2 separate regions of the Podarcis muralis genome follow, and region 2 is linked to region 1. A link is a contact called in public Hi-C data. All regions are on one chromosome and are shown on one strand. Each heading gives the region's core, a stretch centred on a gene start, on an enhancer-like site or on the middle of the called end of the contact. The rest is flanking DNA. Distances are from core to core; before and after follow the strand shown. Region 1 holds the start of LOC114581594. Region 2 holds the start of CBX1 (chromobox 1).

Region 1 (5,486 bases), core at 1,236-3,735:
CTTAATCTTAAACTTTTCTTATGAATGGCTAATATCTGTCCTTGTGGGTTGAGAACTGTGTTATACTACTTGTGGCTTGTACGAGTCCGCTGTTTTATTTGATTTGATTTGTTTTGATTTGTTTTGTTGTGTTGTGTTTCATGATGGGCGTAAAGCCGAATAAACATTTTGATTGATTGATTGATTGATTGATTGATTGAAAGTGACTAGCGCTCATTGCAAAGGAAATCTTGACACAGGGGAAAATAGTGTCTTTTCTAAAACAGAGACTTGAGTCCCTGAGTGTTCCTTAATTTCAGACGGCCCATTTGAACTCATTAGTAACCTGCATGGTCCCAATTTAGTTCCTAAAGATTAAGTGTAAATGCTGGCATTAAAATAAACAAAAACGCAACACTTGCTAGTGAGGACACTATCCCTCCAAACTGCTCAAAGTCTTGTTATCTCGCCTAAATTGTACCCCACCTTCTATGCTGCATGGCTCTCCTACAACTCCCCCCCCCCCATCCTGTCATTTTTGCAATATGAATTCCTACTGCAACTCAACATTACCACTGGAATGTCATTTTTCATTCTTCCAATGGCCCTTTACAAGCACATCCCACTAGAAAATACCTGGTGACAGTATTGTGCCTGGACTTTCTCCATACCTGACACATTCTTCAGCCACTCGTCGCTGAGAGGTCAGCCTGTGGGGCTGATGAAAAGTGGAACTCTCCAGAGTGTTGCCTTTCATTCTTGCTTCCTCCTGAAGATTATCATCCATACGTTGCTGCACAGTCTAGGATTAGGAGCTTGTTGGGTCTGTACACCTTCAGCTATTGGTCCCCATCTTTGAAGAGGCCAGCACCTGCATCAGAAACTGTCAAGACCAACCCTTAGTTTGAGCCAGAGTTTGATAGAATTTGTTGTCAGCGAAGACATGGGAGCATGTAAATAAATCCAGAATGAAGTGTTTCAAAGCTTCTTCAAGGGTGCCCGCCCTGGTCACCAAAAGCCTTCTCCCACGAGTCTGAGTTTAAGGCTACATATATACCATCCATTTTAAACATATTATTTCAACCAAAGATTCCTGGGAACTGTAGTTTACCCCCTCACAGAGCTACAGTTCCCAGCACCCATAACACACCAAAGTTTCTACATTTTTTAAAAAAAATTATTAATATAATTTTAATAATACAAAACAATCCACTCCTCATCTTGTAGAGGAGACAAGGAGAATCTAAAGTATGATGATAATAATAATAATAATAATAATAATAATAATATCTGTTAATATAGTCCATCAGGTTTTATTGTTCATTTATGCAAACAAAGACAATGATGAAATACAAAGATGTCTCGCAGTAACTTACAAAATTTTGGGGCTGCTATGAACATTGTGGACTTGAATTTTGATACTTCCCATAATTCTTTGGTGGAAGTAATGCACTTCAAGTGTATGGTGTGGTGGAAGAAAAAGGGTTTGCAGTACAGGACTTCCCTATCCTTCCCCATTATTCATATATTGTTTTACCATACCTTGCTTCCACTTCTCCCCCCCCCCCCCCACACTCATAGATCCCCTTTTCTTTTTTGCCTTCTTGTTCCCCTCCCCTCCTCCTCTTCCTCTTCCTTGCCATCCTTCAGCTAGGCCTTAGGGCTTTGAGGTCTGGGACACTCTTTCTGATGCCACACTAAGATTTCCCTGGTTCTTGTCCAACATTCTAACCCCGTGGTTCCCAATGTGGGGCACACGCCCCACAGGAGAGCAATTCGAGAATGAGTTATTAACAGTTAATTGTCTTTTAGGCTTCCTCCACATGAATAGGAGTTCACTTTTTGAATTATAAGAATTTTATGTCACGGGGGGGGGGGGTAATCAGGATTTTAGAGATGCTTAGATGAGGCATAGACAAAAAAAGGTTGGGAACCACTGCTTAAACCACTAGAGTTTTTGTTTTTTTACTGCATTTTGTATGCAATTATATATAATATACATGTCTAAAATTGTACCCGAGCTGGTGAATGCACACACACAATTTTAGAATTCAATAAATTAATCAATTGCAAGAAGTGAAGTATTATTATTATTATTAATTATTGACTTTATATGCCGCCCTATACCCGAAGGTACTATTCCGTTTCTTTCAAAATCACAGCGCTGGGACCTGTTTTCTAACGCAGGGTGGTTGATACCTGGAAGATATTGAGTAGACCGTGCAAAAAAAAATAGTGCCACTGGGCATTTGCAGACTACACCTCTCATTTCTAGAAGCAGCACTGCGTCGAGGCCCCACGAGCTTCCCTGAGCAGCCCCTTCTCACCCCAACTGCCGGCTTCTGCCTTCCCACCCCAAAGACAGAAGAGACCCTGTACCTTTAACAGAACCTCCATAGGGTCTGTTTACAAGCTTGGCGCAGCGTCCCCCGGACGTCACGCTCGGCTCTCCGCGCCTCCTCCTGCCCTTCTCCTACTGGCCGCGGAGCTCTTTCCTTCTGCCTCCTCATTGGGCCGCCTTCCGCCGCCTTCCCATTGGCTGCCGAGGGGAGGCGCCTTCTCGCCTTCCCTATAGACTTTTCAGAAGGTAGACTAGTGACGCGCCGCCCAGCTTCCGGGCCGATTTGGAAAGTTCATTACCTAGAGGGGCCTGAGAGATGGTCAGTTCTTTTGCGGGGCGAGGCAGCGGAGCACCAGGCTTCTGCCGGCAGCTGACAGTAGGCGGCGACGGAGGTGGACGGGAATCCTGTGGTTGTTTGAAGGAAAGACAGCTTTCCCAGTCATAAAATAAATGAATCATAAACTGGAAATTGAAATAGCATTAGAACCAGATTATTGCGGGGGGGGGGATGGAGGCAGTGAGAGATTTTACTTTCTTGGGTTCTGTGATCACTGCAGATGGTGACAGCAGTCACGAAATTAAAAGACGCCTGCTTCTTGGGAGAAAAGCAATGACAAACCTAGACAGCATCTTAAAAAGCAGATACATCACCTTGCTAACAAAGGTCCGTATAGTTAAAGCTATGGTTTTCCCAGTAGTGATGTATGGAAGTGAGAGCTGGACCATAAAGAAGGCTGATTGCCGAAAAATTGATGCTTTTGAATTATGGTGCTGGAGGAGACTCTTGAGAGTCCCATGGACGGCAAGAAGATCAAACCTATCCATTCTTAAGGAAATCAGCCCTGAGTGCTCACTGGAAGGACAGATCCTGAAGCTGAGGCTCCAATACTTTGGCCACCACATGAGAAGAGAAGACTCCTTGGAAAAGACCCTGATGTTGGGAAAGATTGAGGGCACAAGAAGGTGACGACAGAGGACGAGATGGTTGGGCAGTGTTCTCGAAGCTACCAACATCAGTTTGACCAAACTGCTGGGGGCAGTGGAAGACAGGAGTGCCTGGCATGCTCTGGTCCAGGGGGTCACGAAGAGTCGGACACAACTAAACAACTAAACAACAACATTGCTGCTTCATCCTAGCTCCTGCTTGCTAGCAAGGCAGAGCCAATGAGCAAGCAGGCAGTGGCTGCTGCTGCTCCTTGCCATCATCATCGTTTACTCGCTCATCCCTTCTGGACCAGACAAAGAGGCAGGTTCTGACTCTCAGGGAATCATAGAATTGCACAGTGGTACCTCGGGTTAAGAACCAGAAACCAAGAGGACAAAAACTTTACAAAAGAACGGGGGGGGGGGTTTAAGTTATTTAGGAGACCACTGTAAGCAGATGAAAACATTAGCAGGATTTCGATTTCACTTGTAGCGTAACAATTACAATGGATAATATGGATTGATACAGAACAGGCATCCCCAACCTTCGGCCCTCCAGATGTTTTGGACTACAATTCACATCATCCCTGACCACTGGTCCTGTTAGCTAGGGATCATGGGAGTTGTAGGCCAAAACATCTGGAGGGCAGCAGGTTGAAGAATATGTAGTATTAAATGTTTTAAATGGGACTCCATGGAGGGGATGGGAGTTCCGAAATTCGGAGGAATCTCTGTACATGGATATATACAGTGGTACCTTGGGTTAAGAACTTAATTCATTCTGGAGGTCCGTTCTTAACCTGGAACTGTTCTTAACCTGAGGGGCCTCCCGCTGCCGCCGCGCCACCACTGCACAATTTCTGTTCTCATCCTGAAGCAAAGTTCTTAACCCGAGGTACTATTTCTGGGTTAGCAGAGTCTGTAACCTGAAGCATCTGTAACCCGAGGTACCACTGGAGAGTTGGAAGGGATCCTGAGGGTCATCTAATCCAATGCAGGAATCCTGCCCACAGCCATCGCTGGGTGGGCTCGAACCACCAAACTTTTGGTCAACAGCCAGACACACTGACCCACTGCGGCCGTAGCTCAGGGGTAGAGCACGTGCTTTGCATGCAGAAGGTCGCAGGTTCAATCTCCAGTGCAGGCATAGGCAAACTCCGGCCCTCCAGATGTTTGGGACTACAATTCCCATCATTTCTAGCTAACAGGACCAGTGGTCAGGGATGATGGGTATTGTGGTCCCAAACATCTGGAGGGCCGGAGTTTGCCTATGCCTGCTCCAGTGGCTTCTCCAGGTAAGACTGGGAGAGAACTCCCCTGCCTGAAATCCTGCACAGTTGCTGTCTGTCACTGTGTGGAGACAATATTGAGCTTGATGGACCTATGGTCCGACTCACTGTAAGGCAGCTTCCTGTGCTCCTCAGTGAACAAGTAGGATGCCTGGCGAAGAAGAGAAGCACATTCAGGGAGATCAGGTCAGTCAGCCCCTGCTAGGGTGTGGGTCCTCCACAGATGCCCACCCATGGGGACAAGCCTTGAATTAAAACAAGGCTGCCGTCCTAAATGTTTTCCTTTACCTGTGTAGTTTGAAGTCAAACCATGTGGGCAAATGTACAGACCAAGGATAGCCCATAACAGGGTGGTGTTTTGCTTATTATTATTACCAATGATCAGGGTGGATTTGATTTAAATCAAATTGATATAAATCACGATTTAAATCACTAGTCAGTACAACTTGATTTAAATAATTTTTTTTACAGAAAGACTCATTCTTGCTGGTATAATCTTAATATTTACAACCAGATGAAGGTTTCATTTTTGGAATAATAAATTTTCAGAGTAGTTTTCACAGTTATATCAAAAATTACTGATTTGGTTATACTATTAGAAATACATAGACAGATAATTTTGAAATTATTGTGAGGTTTCATAAGTTAACTGTTTGTATTTGGACAACTGTTCTGCTGTACTTTATTGGAAGGAGAAAAATAATAATTTCCTTAATAATAATTTAAACAATTTATTTAACTGAAAAATAGCATTATAGCATATCTACCCATGTTTGCTAACTGATGTGATTAAACAATTTAAAAGAAAACAACTCAGACTGAGTTTTAGCACACATGAAAAACTTAAATCCTTATTTCCTGATGAATAGCCTTTGGACTATAATGTAACTTCAATAGAAAAATATCTTTAGAATTTTTTTTCCTCCAAAAGCATTTTATTTTAAAAATCCAAT
Region 2 (5,486 bases), core at 1,381-3,880, 200 kb after region 1:
AGGGCTCTTGGACCCTGCCAGAGCCTCGCTTATCTGACTTTGGGAAGGCAGCATGATGGCTGGGGCAGGGGCATCAATTTTGGGCCTTGCTTCCCCACCCAGCCCAGGGTTCTATGTTGAAGTACTCTTGCGGCCCACTTGGTATGAAAAGTTGGACCACCCACATCTACAGCCTTTAATCCTCCACTTAGTGGTTGTGATACAGTGTTTTATAAGGTTGTGATATTTGTACTTTAGGTTTATATTTTATTTTTCACTGTAAGCCACTTTAGGAATATGAAGAAAGAAAAAGAAAGAAAGAAAGAAAGAAAGAAAGAAAGAAAGAAAGAAAGAAAGAAAGAACTTACTATCAGCAGTTGCAAAATAAGTAAGAACTGAGCAAGGCTTTATATACTGCTTGTCTCTTAATACCAGTTGCTGGCAAAAAGCAACAGGAGAGAGCTATTGCGCTTATGTTGTGTTTCTTGGCTTCCCACATATATTGAGTTAAGCTACTTAACTGTGGGAAAAGGGAACTGGGCTAGGTAGGCTTTAGGCTGATCTCACAGGGCCCTTATTATTTTTATTACTACCCATGACAGCCTTTTAATAAAAGTCATTGGGTCTACCTGCTTATGTCTTGAACATACGTCAGGGTGGCATAGGGAATAAAGTGCTGGATATGGGACTAGGGAAATCTAAGTTCATTTCTACACAGTCATAAGTCTCACAATGTGATCTTAAGCTAGTTAATACCTCTCAGTCTAACCTACCACAGGGAGGGGGGGAAAAGGGGGAAACCCTGAGCTCCTTGGAAGAAACATGGGGCATAAATGTAATAGATACATCTCTCTCATCAAATGCAACACTATTTGCCAATGTGAGCCATCATACAATACCATTGCCTAGATACATGTGAAATAGCACCCCATTATGAGGTCCTTTCACTCTAACAAACAGATCCACGTGGACTAAAATTCACATATCTCCCTGCAGTACACCCCAGTTCTTTTTATCTTTTAAATATTAAACCTGTTCACCCACACGACTTGGTTATCTATTAGCGCTCTTCAAATCAACAGTGATCATTTTGGCTGTTTTCCAAGTCAATTAACACCCTCACCACTACTCTTATCTTCTTCTATCCAATCACCACTACATACAGACTGCCTAGCTGTATGGTCCCATTTTCCTTCCTCCAATACTGCACTATGGTTATGCTGGTTTGGAGGTGCAAATTTATAAAAACCCACACCTACCTACCTTAAAATTTTAATTTCACCCTTCCTACCCATATTAGTCGTTACATAATCTGTATACAATCCATTTATGTTTCCCCCTCATTTTAGCCCAGATACACTCCAATACAGACTCTGAAACACTTCTGTCTCTATTCACAGCCTCAATCCCAGCACCCCAGTCAATGTTCTTGTTACACTAAAGGAGTGACCAACTTCACAAGCACTACCACCTTGGGCAGATGATCCCCTTCTTTGGAAAAAGTCGCTACAGCTTTACTTTCATAGTTAGTTTCTCGAAGAATTATTCCCCCCCCCCCAATATCCTACCATTTCATCTCCCCTTATTAACTGTCTAACAGAGGAAAATCCTCTTAACTAGCCCTCTCAGCTCCACGTAAACCCACCCCTATTATCCCTTTTCTGCATATTTCCTCCCACTTTCGGGGGCGGGGAAGGACGGACGGACCTATACCCACACTTCTTTCTGCAACCATCCCCTCCTTAGTATTTTTTACATCCATTCTTCCACACATCACCCCCATCGTCATCTTTGGAGCAGCTTCCTCGAACACCTATTAAAAATGCGCGGGCGCGCACACACAGGCTCCCTCCACCGGCCCTTGCATTTGGACATCCCTATTTCTGATACCGCTACAGCTTCTTTTAGGAAACCGTTCTCCACATTCCTGTACGCGTTCATTAACGCCCCCTCCCCCCCGACCGTTATTTACTACCAACGCCTTCTCGATTTCCCCGTTCCCACAGGAAACCACGCTCCCCAGCAAATGCCGCACCTTAGGTACACGGGGATTCATTTTGTGGGTCCCCCTCCCATTGCACCCCTCCATCTGCTCTGCCCACTTCACGTCTCCCCCTTTTGAAATGGCTCCCCTACACATTATGCGCTTCCCTCCCCCCCCCCCACAGACACCCCACTTTTCGGACCCCACACCCACAGGCGCACTTAGGAAGAGCCATAGCCATCTCCACTCCCAACTCACGCATTTCGCCTCAGAAAGCACTGTGCCTATTTCCTTTCTGCCCAGAAAAGCCTGCCCCCCATTTATAAATACTGTACCTCTCTTCCCAAGAGGAGCCCCCGCTCACCCAGGAATATTCCCTCCCTCCCTCAGCACCCCCCAATATGGCCGTCCAGCCCGCGCGCGCGATGTTGGCCCCCTGAGCGCGCCCCCAGTTTTACCTTCTTCAGCCCCGCCAACAACGCACGAGGGGAAATAAAAACAAGCGGGCGGGAGAGAGAAGGACGGCGCGAGCGGCGCACGGAGCGAGCCGGTCTCGTTTCAAAGCAGAACAGAGCGACGGTTGGACAACGGGCCTCCCGCGTTCGCTCCACCTCCGCCAAACAAAAGAGCGCTGCAACCCCTTCGGCCCGCCGAGACGCACTGCGCATGCTCCTGCTTCTCCTCCTACGCCCCTCTTTCTAATTCCCTCCAAGACCTCCTCTCGCCCACGGCATTTTGGGACCGGATGTTGTCTTTTTCCTTCCTCTACCCGTAGACATAGCAAATAGACTCGCGTACGTCGCGTACTTGCGAGTCTTTTCACGCAAGTAGCCATTGAGAGCGCAGCACAGCCGCGATGGACAGCAAAGCAGCCTGCACAAACACAAACATACACTCACACGCCGCGAAAACAAAAGCTTCCTCTTTTCTTTTCTAATCATGTGGTTTTTTGAAAGAGGTTCCAAGCAGAACCCTATATGCGTCTTCTACTCAGAAGTTAGACCCACTGAGTTCAATGAGGCTTACTCTCAAGAAAGTGGTTACATATAATGATGGAAGACTGGGAAAGGATGTGGAAGAAAGGGGTTAAGTTTACTGCATGCCCGGTATTGAAAGAAAACATGAAAATGATGTATAGGTGGTACTTAACCCCGGTAGAATTAGCAAAGATTTATCATACAAATGATAATTTATGCTGGAAGTGTAAAGAAAAAGAAGGTACTTTTTATCATATGTGGTGGACTTCTGGGAAAAGATTTATAATGAGTTGAAAAAAATGTTGAAAAATACATTTGTTAAGAAACCAGAAGCCTTTTTACTTGGAATAATAGGATTGGAATTGCCCAAAAAAGATGTTAGACTATTTTTGTATGCCACTACAGCGGCAAGACTGTTAGCCAAAAATTGGAAATCTCAAGAAATACCAACGGTAGAAGAATGGCAGATGAAGATGTTGGAGTTTTGGAGCTGGCCGACCTGACTGGAAGAATCCGTGATCAGAAAGAAGAGGAGCATCAAGAAGATTAGAATAAATTTAAAGATTATTTAGCTAAATACTGTAATATAAGATAATTAGAAGGTACTTGAAAGTATCAAATAGGCCTAGGATTAGAATAAGAATGTTGTATAGTAATATGGATTTAAGTCAATAAGAAAAGAGATGAAGATAGTAAACTGAAGGAGTAAATTGTAGTAGAAAGATGATTTTGGAGAACTGTTACAAGGTGATACAATGAAATTCAGTTAGGGGGGATTTGAGGAAGTCAGTTAATAATGGAATTTAAAATGAACTTCAGAAGGAATATGTGTTTTTATTTTTGTTTTCTTTTTTCTTTTAGTATTGTAATGTTCTTTCTTTTGTATGTTTTATATGTTATATCTGTTAAAATCAATAAAAAAAACTGAAGAAAAAAAGAAAGTGGTTACAGAATTGCAGCTTTTAACAAGCGCAGCTTAGTTGCATGCAAGCCAATGAAACACAAAGCTTGTGTTACAACTGAGTGCAGGATTTAGCTTGCAAGGTAAGCCACCCCCATTCTGCAGTATGTGAAGCATGTACAGTATTTCATTGACACAGGGCAGGTTTCTTTTAATGCCTGAAAAGTTTAAAGGACAGTTCTTCACGCGAAATATCAGAAAAGCCCTAATTTTTGTCGCATGCTGCTGCCTTTTAAGTGGACACACTGGTATTCAATCACAGCAGCGCAAAAATCCTGGGTTTCTCCATTGTTTCCAATGAATAGGCACGAAGAGGGGCATGGTAAAGGAACCCAGAAGTTTCGTTTCCAGACTTCCTACACTGTCCGAAGACTTTCCTTTTGCTACCTATCTGACTCGACATTAACTTTCAGTCTAACAACACTACGCCCCTGTAGCACTTAGCACCCAAGAATGGGTGCTCGCAAACAGGAGGTTGCTGTGCCTCCTGGGAGTTGTAGTTTCATGTCGGACGATACCCAGGAACATACTGTACTGTAGTTCTTTTTGTTCTGAATTTGTGTGCTGAAGTGGATTACAATACTCAGTACTGTACATCCCAAATAATAAAGGTAAAGGTAAAGGTACCCCTGCCCGTACGGGCCAGTCTTGACAGACTCTAGGGTTGTGCGCCCATCTCACTTAAGAGGCCGGGGGCCAGCGCTGTCCGCAGACACTTCCGGGTCACGTGGCCAGCGTGACAAGCTGCATCTGGCGAGCCAGCGCAGCACACGGAACGCCGTTTACCTTCCCGCTAGTAAGCGGTCCCTATTTATCTACTTGCACCCGGGGGTGCTTTCGAACTGCTAGGTTGGCAGGCGATCCCAAATAATAGGAAGGAGCTATTTTTGACTCAACATGAATGTGAGCAGAAGAAAATTTGATTCCCACACCCAGGGGAGCTTTGCAGGATCAATTTCCTCCGGGGAAGACAGCACTAAAGACTTTCTCTATTTACTGATTAAAATATACAGGTTGAACAGGTGGGAAGCAAGTAGGCACACAAGCTGTAAGAACAGCAGCTTCAGAATCAACAGCAGCCCCCAAGACAAAGCATCTTCTGATCCGGCTTTAAGCAGCACCCTGCTGGATCAAACCTGACCAAAGGCCTATAAAATCCAGTATCTTGTTTCTCAGCGCCACCAACCATTGTCTCCTGGATTTAGGTACTTTCCAGATGGACTTTTAGATTAAAAACAAACAAATTAACATGATAGGCCACTGACAAAAAGCAACACCTGCTGTTAAACCATCAACTTGAAGGGTATATACAAGAACTTAGGATATATCTTCATTTGTACAACAGAATAGGATGGACCATAACAATATATTCTGACTTCCCCCCACAATCCTTTTATGATTTAGAAATTTCAATTATTTTTCTTAAGAAGAGAGTTTGAGTGGCTTACAATAAATGATGCAGCACAATGCATCAGGGACAGAATCTTAGCACATATAGTGCTGAATAGAGGCTTGAAATTCTTAATGTTTTTGCATTTGGGGGAATTAAAACTTGTGTGACAAATGAAAATGTGCAATCTTAGTC

Evidence for each region. A called contact is a pair of places that touch in the nucleus more often than the background predicts.
Region 2: a Hi-C map of blood shows a contact between it and region 1, with 3 times the contacts expected there. The contact joins the promoter of CBX1 here to the promoter of LOC114581594 in region 1. A contact is called at or near these places in 2 of 3 Hi-C or Micro-C datasets (blood and tail).

What each region holds. Positions count from the first base shown.
Region 1 is chr13:33,104,221-33,109,706 of rPodMur119.hap1.1, forward strand. LOC114581594 reads right to left here and starts at 2,486. Exons shown (of 7, transcript XM_028701915.2): 1 at 2,359-2,486; 2 at 651-862. The coding sequence starts at 766. It overlaps LOC114582401, which reads right to left. Exons shown (of 5, transcript XM_077917337.1): 5 at 5,020-5,486.
Region 2 is chr13:33,302,152-33,307,637 of rPodMur119.hap1.1, forward strand. It overlaps CBX1 (chromobox 1), which reads right to left and starts at 2,631. Exons shown (of 5, transcript XM_028702703.2): 1 at 2,422-2,631.